2 separate regions of the Anser cygnoides genome follow, and region 1 is linked to region 2. A link is a contact called in public Hi-C data. All regions are on one chromosome and are shown on one strand. The core of a region is the stretch at or near the end of the contact, and the rest is flanking DNA. Distances in the headings are between cores, read along the strand shown.

Region 1 (6,639 bases), core at 1,496-3,995, 310 kb after region 2:
AGAAACATTAATCAGTGCATCACATTGAAAAGAGAATTCCCAGTCCCCATGAAGCTAGGGAAGAGCCAGCATCACAGAATCACAGAATGGTTGAGGTTGGAAGGGATCTCTGAAGATCATCTAGTCGAACCCCCCTGCCAAGCAGGATCATCCAAAGCACGTTGTGCAGGATGGCATCCAGGCAGGTTTTGAATATATCCAGAGAAAAAGACTGCACAACCTCTCTGGGCAACCTGTCCCAGTGCTGTCACCCTCACAGTAAAGAAGTGCCCCCTCATATTGAGCTGGAACTTCCTGTGCTTCAGTTTGTGCCCATTGCCTCTCGTCCTGTCACTGGACACAACTGAAAAGAGTCTGGTTCCATCCTCTTGACACCCTCCCTTCAGATATTTATATACATTGATGAGATCTCCCCTCAGTCTTCTCTTTTCCAGGCTAAACAGGCCCAGTTCTTTCAGCCTGTCCTCATACAACGGGTGCTCCAGTCCTCTAATCATTTTAGTAGCCCTCCTCTGGACTTGCTCCAGTAGTTCTATGTCCCTCTTGCACTGGGGAGCCCAGAACTGGAAACAATACTCCAGGAGTGGCCTCACCAGGGGTCTCTTTGTGTCCCTCTGATAATTACACTCCTGGCAGAAAGTAGATAACATGATGAAGCTGGAAGACGATCAGAAGAAATTAAAAGGAACACAAGAAGGGAAGGAAAAATTCTCAGAAAACTTTGAATTGTCTTAAATGAACAGAAACAGTCCTCCTGTCCTACCCTCCCATTTTTGACTGCTTTAATTTAAAACTGCACTGGAGGAAACAGAGAATTAACTTCTAGTTAGTCCTAGTGATGTATTGTGCTGTCAATGCTTATTCTGTGAGGTTAGAAGAGAAGAGAGCTTGCTCTCTACTTATCATCTGCCCTACAGGCTCAGGTTTATTTGTCCAAGCAGTGATTGACTTTATCAAAGAAGGTGTGCACAAAATAACTGGCAATGCCATAGCTAGGTTGAAAGTTTTTCCCTAAAGCTCTTCAGAAAGGACTTAATCTAAACAAACCCCCTAACTGCCCACAATCAGCTATCAGCTGTCAACCTTTATTTGCAAAGTTGTGTTCCTCTTGTTGATGTATCACATTCTGCCTTGTACTTCTTGCAAATAAGTAATAAATAATTAATGTGCAACGTTCTTCTTCTTAGGTGTGGCTGTGGGCATTCAGCTTATAAGAAAATTATTTATAAATTAATTGTTTATAAAGTCAATGTCTATTTTAAACAATACTTTGGTTGAAAGGACACCTCAACTAAGTACATCGTTTAGACATTGCAGTTAGCTTTACATCTGTTAGAATGAAGCAAGGAAGAATTCCTTCTCCCTCTGGTTTAGCCATTTTATTTGCAGTCCCACTGACAATGCCCTCAATTCTATTCTTAATAAGGTAGGAAGGCAGGTGTAGTGACAGTTTCATTTGGCCATTTGCTGAGATATAAGAAGGAAAACACAATAAGAATAATCAGAAAGAAAGAATGAGAATTGTTTCAGCACCTGTGCAGGGCTTACTGCTGTATGGGGGAGGGGGCAAAGCCTTGTAGTATGAATGTTTGACATAGAAATCTGTGAGTGCTAGTTTATGATCCTGATCACTGTCCACAGATTTATTTACTGAATTTATTTACTTAAGACAGTAGAAACACACTTAGAAAAATAATATTTTTCCATGCCTCCCAATATAAGTCATCTAGTTTATGGAGTTTTAGTTTAATTTTACAGTGTCAGACTGATACAACTGGAATTTTGCAAGAAAACATATTGTATACCTAGACTACTTGTTTTAATAAGCTAAAGCAGATAATATGAGTTTGTAAAGTCTCTGACCAGATCTATAATTGCTCTGTATTTAACTTCCCTGCAGTAAAAATCAACACTGAATATAGCTATTAGATAATAACTTGCATCAAGGAAGTAATTGAATGGCTAGTTCTTGTATAGACTGAACTTTCATGATCTAAAACCAATCTAAAATCTAAAGCAAAATATAAAAAATATAAAAAACTTACTGGGCACTCATAACGTTTTTAAAGCTACGAGAAGAAATCATTGCATTTATATATATTAGGACCAGTAAAGACCTGGCCTCTTGCATTAGAAGAGTTACAGATTTTCAACTCCTGCTTTTAGCCCTGTTAAACTAGTATAGATCATACTTTCTCTGTGTTCAAGAGTCTGAAAATGTCTTGAACAACTAATTGTTGCTGAAAATCAATGTTGCTGGAAAAGCCCTGTCATAAAAATTGCTCCAAGAAATTGTGTTCTTAAAAACAAATAAATTTCATCATAATATCTCTTTACGGAGTTTCTGTTTAGTCTTAAATAGTTAAGTCTGATTTATAGAGATAAGAAAAATAACCTGGTTGCTTCAAGCAGACAGTAGCCTCAGACACAGTGACTAAACAGTCCAGGGGTAATGAAGAGGAGAACAAAGATAAAGGTCAGGCTACAGGTATTCGTCAGATGGTTTGTAACAAAAATTATGGAAGATTACTGTTGCAAAGGCCATTAGAGGTATAACTAACATTCCACTAAGATCATATTAGAAAGTACTTCTATCTGTTGTAAAGTACTCACATAGAGCTACGGAGCTAGCATATTAGAGTTATCAGGCACACCGTTTTTGATAGCTGGTTATTATCAGGACCTTGATAGATAGTCCATGTTAGGGAGAAAATCCAGTCACTTCTTGGAAATAGTCCACATTCCTTCCAAAGAATGTACATGAATCCCTATTCCTCAGAACACAGTGGAAAAAACAGTGGGCAGCCTTATCACATTACAACAAAAAAGTTTAAAAAATATTAGAAAAAAAGGATTTTAGTAAAAAAGGATTTCTGGATTTCATTTAAACCTTGGTGCAAGTACCTGATAACAAACCATTTCCAATTTTGAAGTTTCTCATTCCAATCATATTTGTTGCAAAAAGATGTCCAAATACTTTTTTTCCCCAGCAAAATAGTAAACTCTGCCATTTTCCTATGCAGACTGTAAAATATTTGATCCAAAACTCATTGAAATCTGTACTATTTCTAGTGGTTTGTAATGGGAGTATGCGTCAGATCTGAAATTAATAAAAATCTGTATGCTACATTTATAAATACAGCAGCAAGCATAATTCTATTAAGATATCTGGGCTTTATGCTGCAGTTGAAAATTTCTGAAATTACATTGTAGATCCATCAATATGTTCCAGGCAACTTTTCAGAATGTTTTTGTCAGGTACTTAAATCTCATCATTTTTGGAAAAATGTAATTAGTCTCTGTATTTGGGTGGTTGTGGGGCTACAGTAATAACACTGTGTGATTACAAAATATAGAGCTTCAGAATTACATCCAACTCAATAAGAAAGTAATAATCTTGTGGTAATAGCCATTTGCTTTTGATATTGGAGGTTGGATTTCACACACAATACATGGTAGAGTGAGTATCTTTAGGTCAGCAAGTCCTAGGTGTAAGAGCAGAAACAAACTAGAATATAAAAGGTAAAAAATCTTGAGACAAAGAGATTTCAGACTGACGATCTTGTTGTTTGCCATATGTGGGCAACAACTAATTTCACTGGGTCTAAGCTCTGCTTAAGTCTCTGAGAGGACACAGTGTATGTGGAGTGTTTCACATTGTATTTGAAACATGTAGATTTTAAGAATATTTCCTAGTCATCACATACAAATCAAGATGATTTGGCTCCTTTTATTGAAAAGGCAATTTCACTACCTGCCAAGGGACTAGGAAACCTTGATTCTGGGCCTTTCTCAGCTCAGCTGACATTCAGCTGCTCAGATACTCTGCTTCTAATGAGAGCTGAGCTTGAAATGGAGCTGGTAACTATTAAATTCTATTTAAAATGGGCAAGTGGATCCATTTTATTTTGTACTGGATCTTGCTTTCCATTTTGCAGATAGTCTGTTTTCCATCCCATTAACCCTATTATTTAGCATGATAGTTAAGGCACTTTCTGGTAAAGTTCTACTTCTTTGCCTTTATTTTTGTTCCATTGAAAATGATTTTTAAAACCTTCATTTATAACCTTCAATTATAGTTTTCAATTAAAATTAGTCCCCTCTTTGTTTATGCATATTTTTTAAAAATTTTACTGTGTTACCAAATCCCCTCTGGTCAGTTCAACCCAAGATATAAAATTTTAATATCTAGACCCTCAGCTGTAAATTTCCCAGGGAAGGAGCACCCTCTTTAAATTCATTGTGATGTGTGCATATGATCAAGTGCTTCAATAACAGAGAATGGGAAAGAAAGATGAAATGTGGATCGTTATGCTAGTGGTTATTATGAAGGCTTTATAAATAGTGTAATATGTAGAATTCCCTTTTGGTCTTAATAAAATACACATATAATAAATAAAAACAAATAATAAAAACAAAATAGTAAAATGGCGACTTGTTCTTTTCTGAGTGTCAGCTTGCTGATAACCCCTATGTCCTGTTCCTGTGAGAAGGCTTCCTGTTGTACTTGGTATTTAATGTGCAGATACAAAAGAAAATGTGGGAGTCAGGTTCTTGGCAAATATCATGAAAGTCTTTGAATCCCCATTTAAAAATACTAGTGCAGAATTTAACATTCATTACTGATTATTTATAACAATATTAATTTCAAGTCTAGCCATTTTTGAATACATTTCTCCATGTAAGGATAGCTTTTGAAAGTCTGAAAGCTAATGTAGTTTTCATTAAAAGTACGAATATACAAAAAGATTCAAAGGCATTCTAATAATGTTGCTTAAGCCCAAATTCTTGCATATTTTCCAGTAAATCCATGCAAATTTTCCTGCAGTTTATTTCATTGCTTTCACTCATCATAACAGATAATACATGTACATTAAATTATGTGCTGGGGAAAATCATGAACAGGTTACATGTCTACTTTCCATATGAAATGTCATAACATCATTGCCTTCAGTAAACAAGGTTCTTGCATGAAAATAAACAAAACATCGCCAACTGATATGTCTTAGATGAATTATAGTTGATCTGAACTACATTGCCATTTGTACCAAACTGCGCAGTTGTAGGCTGAGTTTAATAATTCCCCTGAAACGGAATGCCATATAATATTAGAAATGTTTAAGTCTGAACAGGGGAACAAATACATTAAAATGTTCACTGGAAGGGTGTTCTAGATAAAACAGTGAGCTGTTATTTTTCTTGCTGATTATGGCTGTAGCTTTCTCAAAGACACATCTCTTCATGATTTATAGCTATAAAGTATGTTATAACGTCATTCCCAGTAAGTAGGTAATCACCTGAATTTGACAGATGAAAACATTTCCACTGTGAATTCTGGTTTTAAGCTGTTCCATAGCAAAATTTCCTGTCTGTTTTTGCATTACTACAGAAATGTTTTGTATTGATACAATAATATATTTTTAAAAACATTATTATACTTTTAGTTTGGCTGCCATGTTTCACAACACTGATTATGTGAAAAAAAGATTGGTCACTATTCTCTCCTTTTTGCAACATTAACATAACAAATGGCAATGAGAGATGTACCACACATACCCCCCACACTACACTTTTTACAGTTTCATGTTAAATTTCTTTAAAATTTTTTCCAGTGAAACTGTAAATCACTCCAGCCAGTTGTAGGACTGTGATGCTCATTTCAGCTGAACTTTCTATTAATGAAATCTCAGAGCAGGGTGTAGATTTTCTCAAAGTGGGAGTGAGGAAATGACTCTCTCCCAGTTACTAAACTAAAAGCATGATATATGACTATAACTTAAAGTTTGGTTTAGCATGAAGTGATATATGTGGTGTGGAGGCAAATTGGTATCACTAGGCATGAGAAGTTTGAATAATACAATCTGACCTGGAAAAGATGTGAAAAAAAGTGGCTGATTCCTAATATTAAGGAAATACAGAGAAAATGTTTTGTATTTTTGATGATAAAGGTCGCTAATAATGCACAAAAATACTGAGTCTGCAGTTCTATGTGTACTTATGAATGCTGAGAATAATCCTACTGAAATATATAAATTATTTGATTTAATAATACTGCTCTTTGATCTAAAGTGAGTTTTATCCAACTACCTATGTAATTTTATGTCCATACCTTTAAGTTATAGCTGTAAGGGGCATTTTCCTGGGGACTCATTTCCGCCAATCCAAAAGGATATGCTAATAGCTGAGAAGTAAGAAGTGTTAAAAAGTCAGTACAGCCTTAGAGATGATGAAGGTAGTTTTTCTGAAGAGAAAGAGCTGTAGAATCTTGTAGCAGTAGTGCTTGTACCATAGATGTTCCTTAGTCTTTAAAGTGTAAAGGATTTTCTGTTTTGTTGTTTTCATAAATCTATTCCTAAAAGGCCGTCAGGAATAAAGTGGAGATCCAGACATAGACATCTACAGAAAGAAACTGGCAATTACAGTCAAAGAGAAGGGGTCTGGATTCTTCTTACACGCTTACTTGTGTCACTTTACTGCTCCAAGCTCATGAAGAACTATGTCTGGACCAAGCTTCAATGATACATACCCAGACAAACAGGACTGGTTTTAGTACTGGCCCTGTTGCTCTATCAGGATTAGGTTTTCCAGAAGCACCATGGGGTCTAAGGTCACCCCTCCTTCTGAGCACTTCTCACCGGG
Region 2 (6,572 bases), core at 3,261-5,760:
TGAATTTCATCCCTCATAAATATATTTCTAAATGGTGATGCTCATAACTAACATATTTCTGTTAGGCTGGTCTATTACTCAGTCAGTTTTTTTGTTCCTAACATACGTAGAGAACACCCACATCTACATTTAAAATACACTTGATAAATACAATATCATGAGGAGTGAGGAAGTGATTCGGTAGCACTTGCCCTTTTAGTCATGCTCAGAATGGGAAATAGGGTGGGATGACTGAGTGGGTTAGACTGCTTATCCATCTGTCTTTATTTTGCAGGACTTATGTTATAATACAGCAATTTTATTTCTCTGCCATATTTATTCTAGCTAGATGTTATTTTGTCCTTTTATGAGTCTGATACTTCGAAGTCCTAGGCATTCATTTTACTCTTCAGGATTAAGGTCTGTTTTCAGAATTCACCATTGTCATGGAGATAATCATACAGCTGTTTAAATGGTATGACTGAGATCAAGGAAGGTTAATGTCTCACATGATTGATCAAACAGCCAAGTATTGTGACAGATATAAATATGGACACTTTCAAGGACTTAACACACCTCAGCTGTCCATAGGTATAAAAACAGGTTCTCTGTCCTCTCAGCTGGTCCAGTTCTCAGAAGAGCGTCCTGTTCCAAGGATGAACTTTCAACCTGTGTTGTGAGGTTGGTTTTGTGTATCGAAAATCTAATAACTTCAGGGAAAGAAGACATCTGCTTCTTCATGCAGCCTCTTTATGTCATGAGCAGAGAACTGAGGAAGCTCTAGTTTCTTCTCCGAGAATCAATTAAAATATAAACACAGTTATTGAATAGCAGTGTTCAGCTTGAGTGAGTGCTTAAAATCTTTACCTAGCAGATTAATTATGTTAGCTTATATGTTCTATGTCCAAATGTGTTAAACTTGAAATAAAAACTGTTCAATTTTTTGAAAAGTGTTGATATTGGCTTCTAGGAGTTGGAGAGTGTCCACATCTGGTAACTTGATCTAACATAAGAATTTCCCTGTAACCATCAATCAGTTGCCACAGCAGCACAAAGGGACTCAGTCTTAGCTCCACCCTTCCCAGATTTTCCTATTAGCTATTTTAGGACATGTTACTTACCGAGGAAATTATAGTGAATTCCACTTTGTGGTACTTAATTCCCTCAAGGCACTGATTAAGAAACGTCAGGTATTTAACTCAAAATTATAAATCAAAGCTAAACTGAAAATTTAGTAGTAGTTTTTGTTCAATACCAATTGAAATTAGCTATCTTGCTGAATGCTAGTCAAGATTCAGAAAGGTCAATGAATTCTCAGTCCTACCCTTGTGAAGGGATGCTGGAAATTGCAAAAAGTAAGTATATTCTCAGAAATGTAGAATGCGGTATTTCTCCTAATTCCACTGTCTTTGGGAGGAGAAAACAGATCCTTTTGAATTGAAAGTGTATTTAAAAGGAGGAAAACAACAACAACAAAAACCCTCCAGCACACAGAAACTCTATTTCTCAGTTAGTTCTAGAGATTTTACACAAGAGTAGTTGCTTAAACTCTAGTGTTTAGCAAGTCACCTGTTTTTTAATTCCTTGAATGACTTAAACTTGCTCAATGTGGTATCTGCTAGTCCAGTTAAAAAACAAACAAACAAACAAAATAATAATAATAACAAAAAAAAAAATAAGGTAAGAGTTCACAAACTGAGGAAAATTGAAAAGCACTGGTAGAAGACTTGTACTTTATGACACAACACCTAAATCTGTTACAGTTCCAGATAGTCTCATGGGTCTTAGCAAGTAATTTGTTCTTAACTTGAAGAAATTTTCCTGTTAGGCAGAGCTGAATTATTTTAATACCCAATTTGCTCCTTTTTTTGTTTGTTTGTTTGTGTGTGTGTGTAGAGGGAACATCATGAGGGACAGGTCTGGTGGCAGCCATTAACATTTCCCACCAGGGGAAACACTGTCATTCATAAGGGAAAACTGTCAGAATGATACCTGCATAAAAGAATTAGTTCAAATTCTAATATATCACTTAGATAAAATTTTGTCTGGTAGATTTTAAATTAAACCTTGTCTTCCCTGAATCTATTACATGCTTCAGTTGATTTCTTTGGGGACAAGTTTTCCTTTTTTCTTTACCTAAATTTATGTCACCAGTCTACGTTAAGCAATTAAAGAGAAAGTCCACAAATATAAGAAACTGAATTTGATTTCTTGAAATTTGCCTTATTTTCTCTTAGCAAACAGTAGAAACTTCATGAATGTCGTATCACTGAGATTTGCTTACCATATTATCAGTTTTTACCTATAGATTATTACTGATCTCTTTGTATTGAATACTATTTATTTATTTATTTATTTATTTATTTATTTTTGTTCCACCACTGATTCCCTGAATGAAAGAACTAAGACAGACTGGTATTACAAGCACAGTACATGCATAAACCCAGCTAGAAGGAAAACTAACTGTTTCAACCTGATATTAACATCATCACAAATTGAGCTTATTTTCCTTAGTTAAATGAATCATTGTTACATTCTCAAAATGTCTGTTCAATAGCCATCCTTATGAATCAATATTGCTCATAAGAATGAATATGAAAAGAGAGCAAAATCATTTTTGAATGTAGCCAAACATAAATACAAAATGAAAAGCCAACAGAACGGTACAGGAGTTTTTCTTCTTCAGTCACTGAAAGGGAATGGGAAGGCGAGCTCACTGAGGAAGATTATTCAGTGATCGTGCTCTGTGCCTTTGATAGCACTAAGTCTCCTGCTTTCATAAGCATCAAATTCACTATGCTCAACTATCTACAAAATGACTCATAAAGATGCACTCCAGCAACTTTATTTCTTGAAAACACAAATGTGAAACCTGAGGCAAACCTTTGAAATATTGTTGTATTGAACCATTTCTAGTTTGTTACTATACTGTGTTCATTTTCAAACTGTTTCTTAAAACACATATGCTGGTACTTGGTTAGGACTTGAGATTAAATACAGCCTCTGTAGGGCTTTTCTAAAAGAATTGCTCATCTATCAAGAAAATGTCAATTATTCTAATGTACAAATATGATAACATACAAATATGAAGATTGTTAGCTCCTAGAAGCAGAAGTTTTAGAAGCAGAATATAAATCAAGTTTTTTGTTTGTTTGTTGGTTGTTTTTTTTTCTTCCTAAATTGAAAATATGTAGAAATTCTGCTCAAATACCTGAGATGGTATAACATAAAACACCTGTACAGACTTTTGTGTTTTGTTCTCCAGAGATCTGACTTTAAGGAGCACTGGAAAGAATTTGTGTGTATATATTGTGTGTATATATATGTGTGTGTGAATATTGCGTCAATGTCAATTAGTGCAGAATTAGAGACTGGAAATTGCTTTGCTGATTTTATTCTATTTTTTATTTTATTTTATATTATGTATTTTATTTTGTTTATTTATTTTTGCATTTTTCATTTCATTTTCAAAGAAGTAAAATTATTCGTGCAAAAATCCAGGTGCCCCTTAGGTCTCCATAATTAACACTGCTTACAGAATGTTGCAAAGAGAGCAGAAGGAAATAGAACACAGAACAAGATGGAAATATATTCCCAACAAGTATATCGGCAGAAATCAACACAGAATTGTAGTAAGACCCCTAGTATCACAAATAACCTTCCTCTGATTAGCCTCCAGTTAATGGATCTCATGAAACAAATATCACATTGTCTTTGCATCAATCTACCAATTTTTACCCTTCCTCTTCTTAACTCTGACTTTTATTGGAAGATTATTAGAAGGCCAGAGTTAAGAGCTGAAAGATTTGAAAGTTGTTTTCTGGTCTGAAGCTGACTGAATATGAAGCTTTTTTCTACATCTGTTTATAACCCAGGGAAATGTGGCTCATATGTACCTAACTTCATAAACTGCTGTAGTTTGAAGTGTATTGTAATTGTGCTGACAATTATTACAATAATGATATAGTATTTTCTGACTGCTCTTTGTAACCACTAAGAGCCAAACAAATTCATATTTCCCAGGGAAAGGCTAGATAATTGAAGTACCTTACAACCTACTTTTCATCTTGATTGGTGAGAAGAATATACATTAATTTCTAAAAATAGGTTATAATAATAACAGATTAAATATTTTCTCTAATTAATCACCGCTATAATTAGCATTAATGAAAGGAGAACCAGGATAACCACTCAAGCTAGCTCATGTAGAGTTAAGACATGATTTTTTGCAACATCCAAGTAACATCTCAATAGCAACAGTGCTGTAATAACACATATGCCCTGCTCCTTATCCTGGATAAGAGCTTATGATTGACAAGGAAAGCCCTGCACAGGTCTTCCTGCTAAACTCAAGCTTCAGGGGAAGTGGCAGAGCTCCCCAAATGTTTCTGCGGGCTGAAGAGGACTGAGTGTTATTTTTAGTGCTCTCCTTTTACCAGCTTCATGCCGACGGAGAAGGTAGGCTCGCGAGGGGCAGCTCGGAGGCCGGCAGGGCCGGGCGGTTCCCCTCGGGCTCGCTAGATGGTGCTAAGCGCAGGCGGGAAGCACTGGGTCCTGCAGGAAGAGCTGGAGCAGCTCTGCTTCTTCAGCATCTCAGCAGCTGGCTTTAAAATGGTGGGCAAAAGAGCTTTGGAAAAAAAAAAAAAAAAAAAAAAAAAAAAAAAAAAAAAACTCATTTCTACCTGGAAGAGGCGCAGCGTGGCTTTTTCAGATCACCCCAGTCATCTGAAAGCAGATTTTGCAATGGATAATAAATAGGTTGCTGTTGATACATCACCTACCAACACAGACATCGCCTTTACAACAGTACTGCCATCCCTGCGTCAGCTTTTCCGCAATCTCCTGCTTCCCCCTTCTACCCCACTGGTGCCTGTAGCTGATCTGTCTGCAAAGAGGTTTTTGAAGAACTGCAGACTGCACCCCGGGGCAGGGAAGGTGAAAAGTGTCACAGCAATGTCACAGGCTGAACTGTTATTTTTTTAACTCACTTTATTGTCAGTTCAAATAAACTTCTGATTATTTAGGTATTGAAAGCTGGAAAAACAAACAAACAAACAAAAAAAAAAAAAAACGACCAGTTGAATAAACACTTTCCCAAGCCAGGTCAAACATAAGCCAAACACCTTTCCTTCCCCCTTCCATTTCCAGACACAGCTTCATTTATTTTTGGTGCATTTCACCATCAATCTGTTCCTTTTCCTACAGTGATGAGACTAGCACCACAGGAGGCTGGAGGTGTACATGCCACGGTTTCTTTCTGTTGCTCTTCCTTTCTCACTGATTTGGAGGCTGCATGGTTCCTTATCGTCCCTGCCCTGCCCCAGCATGGCCGCCCATAGGCAACAGTCACTCAGAGAGGCCCTGGCCCCAGCCCCAGCACTGGCCCTGGCCATTTCCCTCCCTCTCCCTCAGCAGAGGCTCCATGCACTCCCCCTACCCTCCTATCTTTACAACAAGTTTCACAGTGGTTTCAAAACTGGCTGGGACCGGCTGGGACAGGCCCCAGGCAGGTGATGGCCTCCCTCTCCTCAGGGCATGCCTCAGCCCCTCCACCGTTACCCTGCAGCTTCTGCCCAGTGCAACCAGCAGCACCAGTGCCCCACTTCCGAGGCTCTGGCAGTGCCAGGGCCTCATTGCCCCCTCCAGCTCCCTGAACACATTCAGCAGCCATAAGGAGGAGGCAGCAACTCAGTCAGAGGGCTGGAGACCTGTTTTTTTCTGCTGAATTCTGGTAAATATCAGACTTAGGCTACTCAGATCCTTCAGTGTTTATCTAGTAAGGGGAAGAAAGAAAAAAAAAAAAAAAAACTTTTCACAGCATTTTTGGACACGTTTCCACAGCTTATGAAAAGTATGAGTGTAAGTAATGCCTTAAAGAGATGCTGTACTGTCAGCCCTGGTACTGCTCACTAAACCTGAAGGGCCTGTATAAAACACTGCAAATGCTCTGTTTTACTTTCTTAATTATACAATATGAGATGTATTTTTAAACAGATGTGTGTTTCTGTTTCTTAACAGGCTAAAAGAATAATACAATTACTTGCTGCAGGAAAATGCATAACTGCTGAAATGTTAATGCTCTGTATTTCTTCAGGTCCTTAACTCCTTGGCATTCAGGCACTTCACAAATAGCAGTCTGTAGCTGAAGCTGCTCCACACAAGCACACTGTTCAGAACAAGCTTATGTTTTGAATGTCAGCTCGTGGGGACGGGTGATATATGCTGATCTTGTGCTTAGGTAGAAGGAACTGGATCCTTAGTTTGCATTTTCCAGGTTGCTTCCAACCAGAGTTACCGTTTCTCTGTAAAACTTTGGGATTGCATTCCTGCACAATTCCATTTTGTTATTTCCATTCTTAAAGTGCACATACTTCCTTTTGAATAATTTAAGGTTGATTTTACACACAGTGGCCAGGCCTACCAGCTTTCTATGACTGCATCTCCCTGGGGTTTCCAAACCACAGTGCTGCTCTGGTTTAAGTAACGGTGATACTTTTCCTTTGCTGAATGATTACCAAGCTTGTCACAAATACGCCTTTACTCTCCATTACAGGTGGGCCTGTAGTAAGGCAATAAAGACTTGCGTATGTATA

Evidence for each region. A called contact is a pair of places that touch in the nucleus more often than the background predicts.
Region 1: a contact with region 2 is called in a Hi-C map of granulosa cells, with 2.4 times the contacts expected there. The contact joins two enhancer-like sites. A contact is called at or near these places in 3 of 7 Hi-C or Micro-C datasets (granulosa cells and liver).

The regions. Positions count from the first base shown.
Region 1 is chr1:10,222,301-10,228,939 of Taihu_goose_T2T_genome, forward strand. All of the region lies in intron 10 of PCLO (piccolo presynaptic cytomatrix protein), which reads left to right. Among named protein-coding and RNA genes, the nearest start is that of PCLO, 250 kb to the left of the region's middle. Within about 2 kb of position 2,746, at least 1 of the 3 cell types and tissues checked has open chromatin away from gene starts, as enhancers often do.
Region 2 is chr1:9,907,676-9,914,247 of Taihu_goose_T2T_genome, forward strand. No RefSeq gene overlaps it. Among named protein-coding and RNA genes, the nearest start is that of PCLO, 61 kb to the right of the region's middle. Within about 2 kb of position 4,511, at least 2 of the 3 cell types and tissues checked have open chromatin away from gene starts, as enhancers often do.